2 separate regions of the Gossypium hirsutum genome follow, and region 1 is linked to region 2. Evidence: chromatin contacts called from public Hi-C data. All regions are on one chromosome and are shown on one strand. Each heading gives the region's core, a stretch centred on a gene start, on an enhancer-like site or on the middle of the called end of the contact. The rest is flanking DNA. Distances are from core to core; before and after follow the strand shown. Region 1 has its middle 12 kb from the start of LOC107950563. Region 2 holds the start of LOC107950517 (thylakoid lumenal 19 kDa protein, chloroplastic).

What was found. A called contact is a pair of places that touch in the nucleus more often than the background predicts.
Region 1: a contact with region 2 is called in a Hi-C map of fibers, with 4 times the contacts expected there. The contact joins the enhancer-like site here to the promoter of LOC107950517 in region 2. A contact is called at or near these places in 4 of 34 Hi-C or Micro-C datasets (fibers, leaf and petal).

Annotation. Positions count from the first base shown.
Region 1 is chrA08:7,834,599-7,840,455 of Gossypium_hirsutum_v2.1, reverse strand. No RefSeq gene overlaps it. Among protein-coding and RNA genes, the nearest start is that of LOC107950563, 12 kb to the left of the region's middle. Within about 2 kb of position 3,110, at least 6 of the 9 cell types and tissues checked have an H3K27ac peak or open chromatin away from gene starts, as enhancers often do. A contact at or near this core is called in fibers, where this site is marked.
Region 2 is chrA08:7,795,635-7,801,893 of Gossypium_hirsutum_v2.1, reverse strand. LOC107950517 (thylakoid lumenal 19 kDa protein, chloroplastic) reads right to left here and starts at 3,146. Exons shown (of 1, transcript XM_016885381.2): 1 at 2,067-3,146. The coding sequence starts at 2,896. The coding sequence ends at 2,192. It overlaps LOC107950509 (chaperone protein dnaJ GFA2, mitochondrial), which reads right to left. Exons shown (of 18, transcript XM_016885368.2): 13 at 6,207-6,259; 14 at 5,395-5,466; 15 at 4,998-5,054; 16 at 4,855-4,903; 17 at 4,126-4,192; 18 at 3,604-4,016. The coding sequence ends at 3,923.

The DNA.
Region 1 (5,857 bases), core at 1,861-4,360, 39 kb before region 2:
ATGAGAGAATTAGAAGACCTTTTCGTGTTAGCAGCCAAAATAAAACTTTACATGATCCAGTAGTGCCTTCTTCTGAGCTTTCAGAATATATAAAAACACGGTTTATCATATTTCATGAATTAATGTTATCAAATTTCATTCCTGTGGAAACCATGTATATAAATAAAACAAAATAAGAATAAATTGTAATAGATTAATACATGTGATTAAAAGTATTAATTGATTAATTTGCTTCTAAAATCTTACATTTCATCTTAATTCCTGAATGCTCCTTTACTTTTTATATAAAAAGAATTGTTGCAAAAATTCCATGAATACACAACATTTTTACTAAATTAAGCATGCATAAATAAAATCAACGCCAGAACATAATTAAATCCATGTCTTTTTTTAGCATGCGTACATACACATAAGCATATTTGCATATCACATCATGTAATACACATGTCTTAAAACATTCTCATTCGATCACCTAAAGTAAGTAAATAATGAAACCTTGTTTTCATCACTCACTAGTATCAATTTGATCTTTCTATTTCCTAGCTTTAGCTAATATACCTTGGTTAACAGAAAGTAGAGTGAACTTACGTGTTATCCGAGATGCAACCGATATGATAAGCTTCAGGGGCATTAGAACCTTGATCTAATGTTGAGGAAATAGATTGAGTCGATGATTGTTTTGAAACAGAAAGAGTTCGATAAGGACGATGTACAGGAGGTAAGATTAAAGCTGATTGCCTGTCCATTGCCAATAGCCGTTCGCATTTGTTGTACCAAAAGGTTCATCGTTTTATTACCAGAGAAGAATACAAGCTAAGGAGAATTATTAGAGAATGAGAAAAAAAATGAAAGAGAAAGCAAACCATACTTGCAGACTTTGGTGAATAAAATTTGGTAGCTGCATATCCAGTGCTACAAAAGGAAATGCATACTTACATTATTAGCACGAAATAGCTGCAAAAAATTGAATAAGTGTTCACATCACGACTAGAATTTTAGCCCTCTCGAGATGGCTGCACATTACAAGGGAAAATTGACACAACAATATAAAAACAATACAAAAAAGACAGAGCAATTGATGTTCACAAATAACCTGGTAGCACCATATATTATAGACTTGCATAGCTTCATTGCATACTCAACCAGTGTAAAAAGATTGTCAACACAAACAATTATCTTATCACCACGCTCAAACAAACAAACAAATAAAAATATAACATGTAACACGTTGCACTCACCTCTTCTAATAGTCGCTCCTTTTCTTCCAACTCTTCAGCAGTTAACGGGTCTCTCCTTTCTAAATACACAAGACTTAGTAAAACAGGCCTAAAGAAGATTGTGTATCATAAAGAAACAGATTATATGGCAAAAGTAAAATACCTTCAGGTTCATCCACACCAATAGTGTCCTTTACCTGATTCTTCTAATGTGTTTGCTGATTTTAATTGAAAAAAAAAATCCAGTCAAAAGATAACTCCTTCTTCTACATTCTTCTACGTTTAAATTTAAACTCGCAGCATCTCTGAAAAGATCTTTCAAGGTTTTCACATAGAATTCCAACATGGTGAATACCAACAACTCCATAATTTGCATCAATGACAATACTTAAATGTAATTCCATCCAAAATTGAAGAAGCATCAGATGTAGGAGAAAGCAACAAATATAATATACACTTTATTTTGCTTGTAAAGTCCACCGTAATGTGGCAAACTATGAACTACGGCACCAAGGCAACTGCATTTTGGATTCAATTCTCATCAAAATAACCTACAGAGAGAGATTTTGCATTTATCTTTTGTTATAAACAAATTAGGAATGAAATACAGATGGCATGTTAATTTCCTTTGATTATTTTAAATAAAAAAAATTCAAAGATGCTTCAAAAGCCAGATGAACTATAACAGGGTTAGAACTGATGCCAGTTTCATTCTCCATATTTCAGCTCTGAATAGCTTAAGAGAAACCATGGCTTCCAAGATTGTTTTCCCTGAAATCAGATATCTAATGAGATAGCAAGCAGTTACCTATCTTGTCACTGATTCTAGCCGATTCTTTGTCAAGTACATTTCCTTCAACTGAACCAGCAGCTTTGGGCTTGAAACTTAACCTTTGACATCTTCCATTTCCAGGAAAAGTATGACAAATTTTGGAGGGTGTATTTGCAGATACGACACTTGAACGATTCAACTGCAAACCAAAAGAAAAAGAAAAAGAAATTGAAGAACAACGGTATTAATAAGAAAACTATCGAACTCAAGCATTGTCTCAATCTGTGTAATCAAAGAGTCTACTCTAGAATTCGAATTGCAGCTCTCCTAACCCTAAGACCATGGAAAACAGAATTAACCATGGAAAACGTAGAGGATAAAAAATAAAGTATCATTTGCACTCTGAATTTGACAAATTTTTTATTTCAGTTTTTGAAGTAAATAGTTGAGCCAATCACAAATTATATGCACGACATAGAATCCAAATTTAAAGGATCGAATTATGAAATTTGTCTTTTTTAGAAAAATCATGTAGAGAAAAATAAGGATCAAATTCAAGGAATAAATAAAACAGCCGCCTATGAACATCCAAGAAACTTCATTGTACAAACAATAAAAAGTCAAATTCAGAAATTGTAGTTAAACAAGAGAAACGGCAGCAGGTTCTAAGAAACAAAGCAGAGAAATGGAGAACCAGACTTCAGATTGGGACCTGAAGAACCAGAAATCTGGGTTTTCAAGCAAGGAAGTTTTATCTGGTGGTGAGAGATTATGCAGAAAAGAAGTGGAGATTTTGATGGGGAACCTGGGGATTTTTTGCAGCCAAGAAAGTGAAGAATAGTTGAATGAATCATACGATTGTGAGGAGATTTCAAGGTTGTTTGAACAAGAGCCAAGCTTGGAAAAAGTGAAGCAAGCTTTTGATGTTTTTGATGTGAATAAAGAAAAGAAAGCATACCTTTTCACTTCTCTTCATTTTCTTTATCTATCACCTCCTCTTCCTCCGGTTTCTCGTCATCTAGGGTTTCATCGGTAAACTGATCCGTCTCTTTGATGACCCTTACTTCAAGCACCAACCCAAGACTCTGCTCTTACTACCACCAAAAGGGGGTCAACCGAAGCTAGGTTGAAGTAGAAGATCTTTCTTTTACGGCCGGCTTCTTCCGGCAATTAGTGGAGGAAGCAGTCAGGACAAGCTCCAAGCTACGGACTTCTGGCAATTAGTGTAGGTGTATTGACTTGGTGCTGCTGGAAATGGGAAATTTGGGGGCAAATTTTGAGAGTTATTTGGGGGATTTAGGGACTAACGAGCGGGTAATCAAAAATTGGTGATTTTTTTTGCGGCGTTTTCACTAAAAACGCCATTATAACTTAATTTTTTAACTGTTGATTAATTTTAAATTTTTTTATTTTTCTCTTTTGAATTTTTTTTAATTTTGAATATTGAACTTTTTAATTGAAATATGGACTAAAATATTAAATTTTAAATTTTTAAGTTTTTATTTTTAATTTTTTTATTTTTAAATTTTAAATTTTAAATTTTTAAATTTTTAAATTTTTATTTTTTGAGTTTATTTTTTATTTCAGTTTAATGTGTAATTGTAGACGTGAAATTCTAATTGTGATTTAAATGTATAGTTGAAACTTTAATTTTGATTTAATCATACACATTTAAAAAAAATAAATACATCAATATATTTTTATATTGAATAAATATAAATATTTATGTATCCATGCAATATATGAATATAAAATGATGTTATATCAATAGTTGTGTAAAAGAAAATAAAAAAACGTGGAGACACAAATATATATTTTAAAAAGAAAATGAGTTACAATTAAAAAACGTGGAGACACAAATGAGTGCAGAGAATTTTCGTTCGTATAAATAAATATATATTTTAATTAATCAGTATAGATAAATATTAAAATAGTATAAACAAAAAACTATTAATAAAATTTAAAGGTAAATTTATCATTTAAAACATTTTCCACAAAATATCCCTTCAATCCATTAAACAATATAACACCTTATTAATATATAAAAAATATTTTTTATCAAAATCAAGATATCTATTATTGATAACAATAATTAATTATAGGGTTTAGGATTTAATTATTGAATATGATTCACTTGAGATTAACATACTATATACCCATGGCCATTAAACCTTAAATCATAAAACCCTAAACTATAGACCTTAAACCTTAAATATTAAACCGTAAACCAAAAAATAAATTTAATCAATATTAAGTATTGTTTCCATAATTTATTATGAACATAAGCTTTTACATTAATATATATGTTATACATATCAACATCCATGTGATGTTTTTTGGAGTTTAGGGTTTTAGAAGTTATAGTTTAGTGTTTAGGGTTTTTAAGGTTTATGGGTTTAGTATTTTAGGGGTTATAGATTAGTGTTCATGATTTTTTTGGGGTTTAGGGGTTTTAGGGGTTATATTACTTTTAGTGGCGTTTTACCAAAAGCGCCGCTATTGCTCCACTAAATAAAGCGCCGCTATTACTCTGTTTTTAGCGGCGTGTTAACAAAAAACGCCGCTATTGCTCTGTTTTTAGTAGCGTGTTAATAAAAACGCCGCTATTGCTCTGTGTTTTACAATTTTTGCAGCGTTTTTTGATAAAACGCCACTAAAAACGCCGCTAAAACCCTATTTTCCTGTAGTGTACCTAACTTATCTCTTAAAGACTCTTCCAATAAAGAAAATCAAAAGCAGGTAGAGCATCAGATTAATACAGAGTCGACTCCTCAAGCCAGTACAAAAATTAAGAATAGAGTTGCTTCTTCACCACAATACCCTATCGCTAAAAATAGAACTAGAAGAAAAATTAAACTTCCAAAGAAGTATGCCGAGGCTGATCTAGTTGCTTATGCTTTAAATGTGGCTGAAGATATAGATGCGAATCAAGAGCCATCTAATTATTCTGTGGCAGTTAGCTGTAAAGACTCAAAAAAGTGGATGTTTGCTATGCAAGAGGAGATGGAATCACTCCACAAAAATAGAACATTGGTTCTTGTGAAACTTTCTAAAGGTAAAAAGATTGTTCGTTGTAAATGGGTGTTTAAAAAGAAAGAAAGGACTCCAGGAGTTGAAGAACCTAGATATAAAGCAAGACTTGTTGCAAAGGGTTACAGTCAAATTCCAGTAATTGACTTCACAGATGTGTTCTCCCTAGTTGTTAAGCATAGTTCAATTTGAGCTTTGCTTGGTATTTTGGCCATGCATGATTTGGAGCTTGAGCAGTTAGATGTAAAATTTTATTTTTGCGTGGAGAACTTGAGGAAGATATTTACATGCAACAACCAAAGGGTTTTATAGTCTCAGAAAAAGAGGACTATGTTTGCTTGTTGAAGAAGTCCCTTTACGGTTTGAAACAGTCATCAAGATAGTGGTACAAGAAGTTTTATTTCTTTATGACTTCTCATGATTTCAAAAGAAGTAGTTTTGATAGTTGTGCTTACTTTAAGAAAAATAGTGATGGTTCTTTTGTGTATCTACTTCTTTATGTTGATGACATGTTGATAGCAGCAAAAGATAAATGAGAGATAAGAAAGGTCAAAGCCCAACTCAGTGAAGAATTTGAGATGAAAGATTTAGGACCAGTAAAGAAGATACTTGGTATGGAGATTTTCAGAATAGAAAGCAAGTAAATTGTACCTAAGTCAGAAGGGGTACATTGAGAAAGTTCTTTGCAGGTTCAATATGCAGAGTGCTAAGCCTGTTAGTACTCCTTTAGCAGCCCATTTTAGACATTCATCGGCTTTGTCTCCACAATCAAATAATAAGATTGAGTACATGTCACATGTTTCATACTCTAGTGCAGTGGGATCTCTCACGTCCATAT
Region 2 (6,259 bases), core at 1,897-4,396:
GCTAGACACATTAGGTTCTATTGCTATAAGTTAATGAAAGATCAAAGGATGAGAAAAACAATGCATGTCTAAGCTAATTTTGCAACATTGAAAAGAACATCACTTAGACAACATGTTTGCAACAAGACGAACTTGAATGATAAAACAAAGAGAATGATTTTTCATTACTTTGGGAAGGTTGCCCTTATTAAGCCTTATTGTTTCAAGTTGAAAAAGGACTTGTAGGAAGTTAAATATGGTGCAACAGTTCTTCAAACAGTTGTCTAGATAGTTGTTTAGTCAAGAACAAGAATAAGATAGTTTGGTGTGAAGTGAGTTTGGGTGAAAAAAGATCAGACACATTTGAGTTATAAAGATTAGCAAATTATTGATGATCGTATGAAACATGAGGTTGCAACTCATGTTGATAATATGGAAAACTTTTTGAAAATCAAACATGCTCCATTGCGTGGAAAAGGTAGTACCTCATCCCCTTGAATAAACTCAAGGCAAACAAACAACAAAAGCATAGAGTAAGAGGGAGTAAGTTTGTTGATTTTAGTATAGTCTAGTTCATTTCTATCTTGACTATGGTTTATGAATTTGAGATTTATTTCAATGTTTTATTTGGTATCTCTTGTGTACTGATGACATAGTGATAGGGGAAGTATATACCATTTGCTTATGTTTTGTCAAAAAGTCAAAGAGGGAGATCGTAAGGACCAACCTGATCAGTCACTTGTTTAAACATCTGATTAGTCAAGAAGTTGAGAAAACCTAGGTGGTTTTATTTGTTGGCTTATTTGACTTGGGTTTTTTCATATGTCCCAAAAGCAAATGGACTTTAAAGACGTGTTTTATTTTGCCTCATAGTCATAATCGAAGTTGGAGTTTTTGAAGAAGTTGAGGTCGACTTGACTTTGTGGATAAAGCTTATGATTATCCTTTGCACTTGTCTTGACTGTTTTCAAGGAGATTAATTTTGCATCATTTTGGGATTATTATTAAAGATAATTCAAGAAGATATTCATATTATAATTTAGAATTTTACTTTATCAAGACTACTTTAAGAAGCTATTAAATTTAGCCTATAAATAAGTTGTTGTGCCGCACACACTGGGTGTGTCTTTGGAGTGCTTTTAGCTGGTTATTTGTGTTTCTACACTCTTGTGTTTGGCATTTTATTGGAGAGTTTATACTTGATTTAAGTGAGGTTTTTAGGTGAGTGATTTGTAATGGTTGGGACTAGTGTTGGGGCTACATTTATTTTTTTTGTATAAGGGTAAATTAGGTTTTAGACAATAATTAATCCGGAAAAGTGTTGAATAAGAATTGGAAAAAGAGCGAACCAAAGGTTCTTCCATGTATCTTTACCAACTTAGAAAACTATTAATCGTTGAGCCTGCCATGACATAAACTTGAATCGCCGCTCATTGCTCATGGAAAACATGTCTCATCGTCCTGCCTTTCGAAGAATATTGCTAGACCACAAGTTGCCTCTGTTATGAGAGTTGGGCCTGTTTCGCTTTACGAGTTTTTATATTTGTTTGTTTTTGTTTGGATTTGAATTAATCTAGTCTAATGGTTTCTGTTGTTTTGGCCAATTGATCGTTTGTGGGGGTTCATCTATGAACCTTTGTTTATCTTTGTTCTTGAATCTGAATGCCAAATGAATGAATGACTATTCATCTTGAAAAGAATATGATATCAGTTTGGGTTTATATTAGACAATATAACATCAAACTTAAAATTAGTTAATTGGGGTAATATTACACATTTCACTTAAAGACGAAATGGGTAATTAATTAGGTAATATTACACATTCCTTTCAAGTGCTCAACAGCTTTGAGAGTGAAAACTATGGTGTATGTCCATGAATGCTGAATTCTTTCAGGTGTTGTGCACTAGTATAATTGTAAGTAACATATACAAGTCATAATGTTGTTCATTAATGGGGAGCTCGCATAAAGAAAATTGCACTCAGTTCTGGTCTATTGTGAACAAAACTTAAGGTAAAATTATGCTTATCCAGAAAAGATTATGTTGCAATAAAAAAAAAAGGAAGGTAGAGCAACAAACAAAATATATATAAAAAGATGTAAAATAGCTTTGCTTATATATAAAAATGGCATTGCCTCATACATATATATAAAAAGAGACAGAGAAGGAGAGGAAGAGAAAGAAAGGCTCAAAAAGACTAAAGACGAGTGAATTACGATGATCCAACAGTCTTGAAGGATTCATGAATGTGCCTTAAGGTGTCCTCATCGCGTTTCCACTCAGGCGCCGGTGCATTGACAAAATGAGCATAAAGCTTGTTCTTTGCGCAAGTGACTGCAATCAAACTATGCTTACCAATTCCATCAATCTCGTACACATAATAAAGCTGTCCATTTTCGTCTTTCTTCTCCTCGGAGACCAAGCTGTCGGCCCCGGCAATCAAATCCTGCAACTCCACGTCTGATAATGCCAAGTTGTTCAAAATCACGTCTTTGGGGGCTAATTGCCTGAACCCAGCCAAGAATGTTAAGTACTCTTTCTCTTGTCTTTTCTTGGGGTTGTAGAATTCGCTGTCCGTCCCGTTGGTGCCCTTTTCAACTTTGGAAACTAAACGCTCTTTCCATCCGTCGGGGACATCATAGACGTACTCGGCGGAGGCTTTCTTGTCGGAGTTTCCACCGTAGCCTCCGTAGTTGGCGGCACTGGCGGCGGTTCCGTAGTAGACGTTGTATGAATCAGAGGCAATGGAGGAGGGAGGGGAGGTTAGGAGTAAGGTGGTGGTGGCTAAAGCGGTGGTTAGAGCGGTGGTTAGAGGCTTGGGGAAGAAGAGGAGCGGCGGTTTCAGATAAGGGGTTTTAGGATTGGCGGTGGAGGAAGAGAGAATGGAGGGAGATGGAGAAGAGGATAGGGTTGCCATGGGAATTGGAGAGATGAGTGGTTCTCTTTTCGTCTTTAAACCTTACACTAATTTATCTGTCCCAAGATTTTCCTTATCCCAACTTTTGTTTTAATTTTCTTATTTTACATATTTTTATTTCTTTAGTTCAAATATTATTATGCAACTTGAGGAAGTAAAATTTCTAATATACTTCTGGATCTCCTCATCCACCTATCACCAACTTAATCCAATTATTATTCTTTTTAGTTCAAATTTTAAAAAACACCCTTTTTTTATAATTAATTGATTAACTTATGTTTACTTATTTTTCTATCCTATTTCACATTAATTAACTCCTAAACTTATTTAAAATGAATTAATAATTACATAATGCTAGACATTCGATTTCCATATTCTTAATTCTTTTAATATACAATATTTTGTTTTTAGATATTATTACTTAAAATCCTTGTCGCCTGGTAGCAGAAAGCCCCGATACATATAAGTGTGTGTAGAAAAATCTTTTTATTAGTCATCAACTTAATTCATATTGCTAAGCCTCTCCATCGTATTACTTCTTCGTGGGTTATAGTGCACTGCATAAATCAAGCCCATTACTACAGGCTGCCAAGGGTTCAAATAATGCTGCTTTCTCAACCTGTACTTCCGATGGCTTCACCCACCATCATAGTATATACAAAGAAACTAAAAACAATATAAATGGTAGTGTATAAATTGACAACTACTTTCTCCCAATACCTACGGTCAATGCTATTATTAAAATTTCAGCATACCACTCGGAAATCCGCCATAATACAGCAGTGGCATCTTGTATGTTATGCCTAAACAAACCATATACAATATCACCCATTGGTCTCAAAATGATGGTTCGCTGTCATCGTTTGAGTGAAAAAAATAAAATAAAATATATGAAAAGCAAATCCAAAATTTACTTGGTAAAATTTAAACAACTGCGAATAACATGAGCTATACTAGTAATAATATTCAACGTCTTTATCTTTGTGATGAAACCCGGCAAAAAAACTGACGGTCATTCTGGTCTCCTCAGCCAGCTGCCCCAGCAGCACGTTTATCACTTTCACCTTGCTCCTCTCTAGCAAACTCTTCTATTAATTCCCGTTGTCTTCCCGTCAGATTCCTGTACATAAATCGAGTAAATTTGCTTTCAACTGCGAATATGCTCCTAGAAACATGGATTTCGATGGACGATGGAACAACTTCAGAAATTTTTGGCATATAAAACTTACTTTGGGATGCTAACATTGAAATGCACATATTGATCACCAAATGAGTATGAGTTCCTTGTTTTAATTCCTGTTGACAAACATACACAAATATATCGAAGATAATGCAAGTTAAATCAAAGACAGTTACGATAGGAAGAGGGATTCAATTGCACATGAAAAAGAAGACCAACAGATTTCAAATTTTAGATATATGAAAGAAGGTCCGGGGTCTAGAATTTAGAGTTTTGAGTTTTTAGTGTTCTCATTTTTACTTATCAATGAAATTAAATAACAGAATTCAACTCAAGCAAATTAAAATAGAATACAATAAAGTTACCTATAAAGAAAAGAGAAAAGAAAATTTTAATCCCAGACTTTCAAAGGTGAAAAGACAAAACTAGAAAATTTTATGCATTCAAATAGGTAAAAGCAGTTCTTGAAACATGAAAAAATGAATACACATACACTCTGGCATTTGAATCAAATGGCAGGTGCATGAATCCCTACTCAAAGAGGGGCTTTTGAAATTCCTCCCCAAGTCAAAAAAATGGTTACACTAAATTTAATGAAATAAGGCCCTTTATGTTTATCATGAGAAAGGCATTTTCAGAAACATATCAAAGTCAGGTAAGATTACTAATTTACTAGTATGGACCACAGTTAAAAGATCAATGAGAATTTCTTTTTCTATACCAACTTGGAAAAGGAACCAAATATATATCTATCTTATTCCCAGATTTTTTTCCATACCTTTATTCTTTAGAACAACCTTCTGGCCTGGTTGAGTGCCAGGACGGACCTGCAAATTGAAAGCAACATAGATTAGAAGCCTCAACTAGAAATTAAAGGTCCCTTTCTAAGCTTTACACAATCATACACAATTTCCAACAAACCTTGAGCACAACATCACCGGTAAGAGTTGGGACCTGGATGGTTCCTCCCAAGATTGCCTGCAAAAAAGGGAAAAAAAATCAAATTAATTCATTTGTCAGATAGAAGGACCAGTCTCACCAGGAGGACATATACAAAAGGCATACTGAAGCAAACAATAGGATATAATCCCAGAGTTAACAAACCCCTTAGTCATTGCTTAAAAAGATTTAAAAAGAAATGCACAGTTAGAAAATCCAACAAAGTTATTTGACAGTGTATGACCATCTAAAGCAGAGAAACAAGCCATAGAAGATAAGTGATTTTTTTATTGAGCTATCAAATAAAGGCGTTGCTAAAGACCTCCACACGTGAGCCACTTAATAGGTCATTTCAAAAATATTCAAATTCCAGTTCTACCTGAACAACACTCAAAACAGCATCCACGTGAACGTTGGCACCTTCTCTACGAAAAACTGGGTCTTGCCGGACCTGCAAATATAAACATGATTAATGAAGACAACAATCCTTAAGAAATGGAAAACAAAGACAGTTGGGCATCAGCAACTGCAAGGGTAGACGGCCAAGAACAGTCTACTAACAAAAGAAGGGTAAGGTAAATTTCGCTCAAGGGTGAAGAGTTGGACTTGTAATTTGAAAGAATCCTGCTGACTAAGGTAATGAACAAAAGGGGGGGGGGTTACACAGTAGCAATGACGGCCAATAATTTGAATTCATTTTTCTATCATAACCATCTGAAACAGCATTTATGACATCCAAATCTTCGACTACTAATGCCTACTACAACCTATCCCACGCCATATTGACTGCTTTAAATTGCTACCACATTTAAAGCATAACCAGATTCGGCCAATAGCAGGCACTTAGTGTTACCATATGAGTGCCACATTCAATCACCAATCTTTTAAGTCTACATTAAAGCCTAGTTCTAAAATTGTTGCCCCTACCACTGCTTTCTTTATCAGTACATCAATCGTTTTACGAGTATTACTCTGGCCACCAGTACTACCGTCTTTGCCAACTGCATCCACCATTCACCATTTTTTAAGCTTACAAACACACCCACCCAAATGAACTCAACATCTATTTTAAACAAGGCATGTATGGAGATTACGAATAAACTGCTTTTAGAAGGCTACAATTACAACCTTTTCCTTTACTTGAAAACTATGCGAACTGTCAAAATATCAGACAAGAATTAAACTGGTTACCTTTATGGTTACGTAAAGATCCCCGGGATGAGTTCTATCAGGATCAGCTCCGC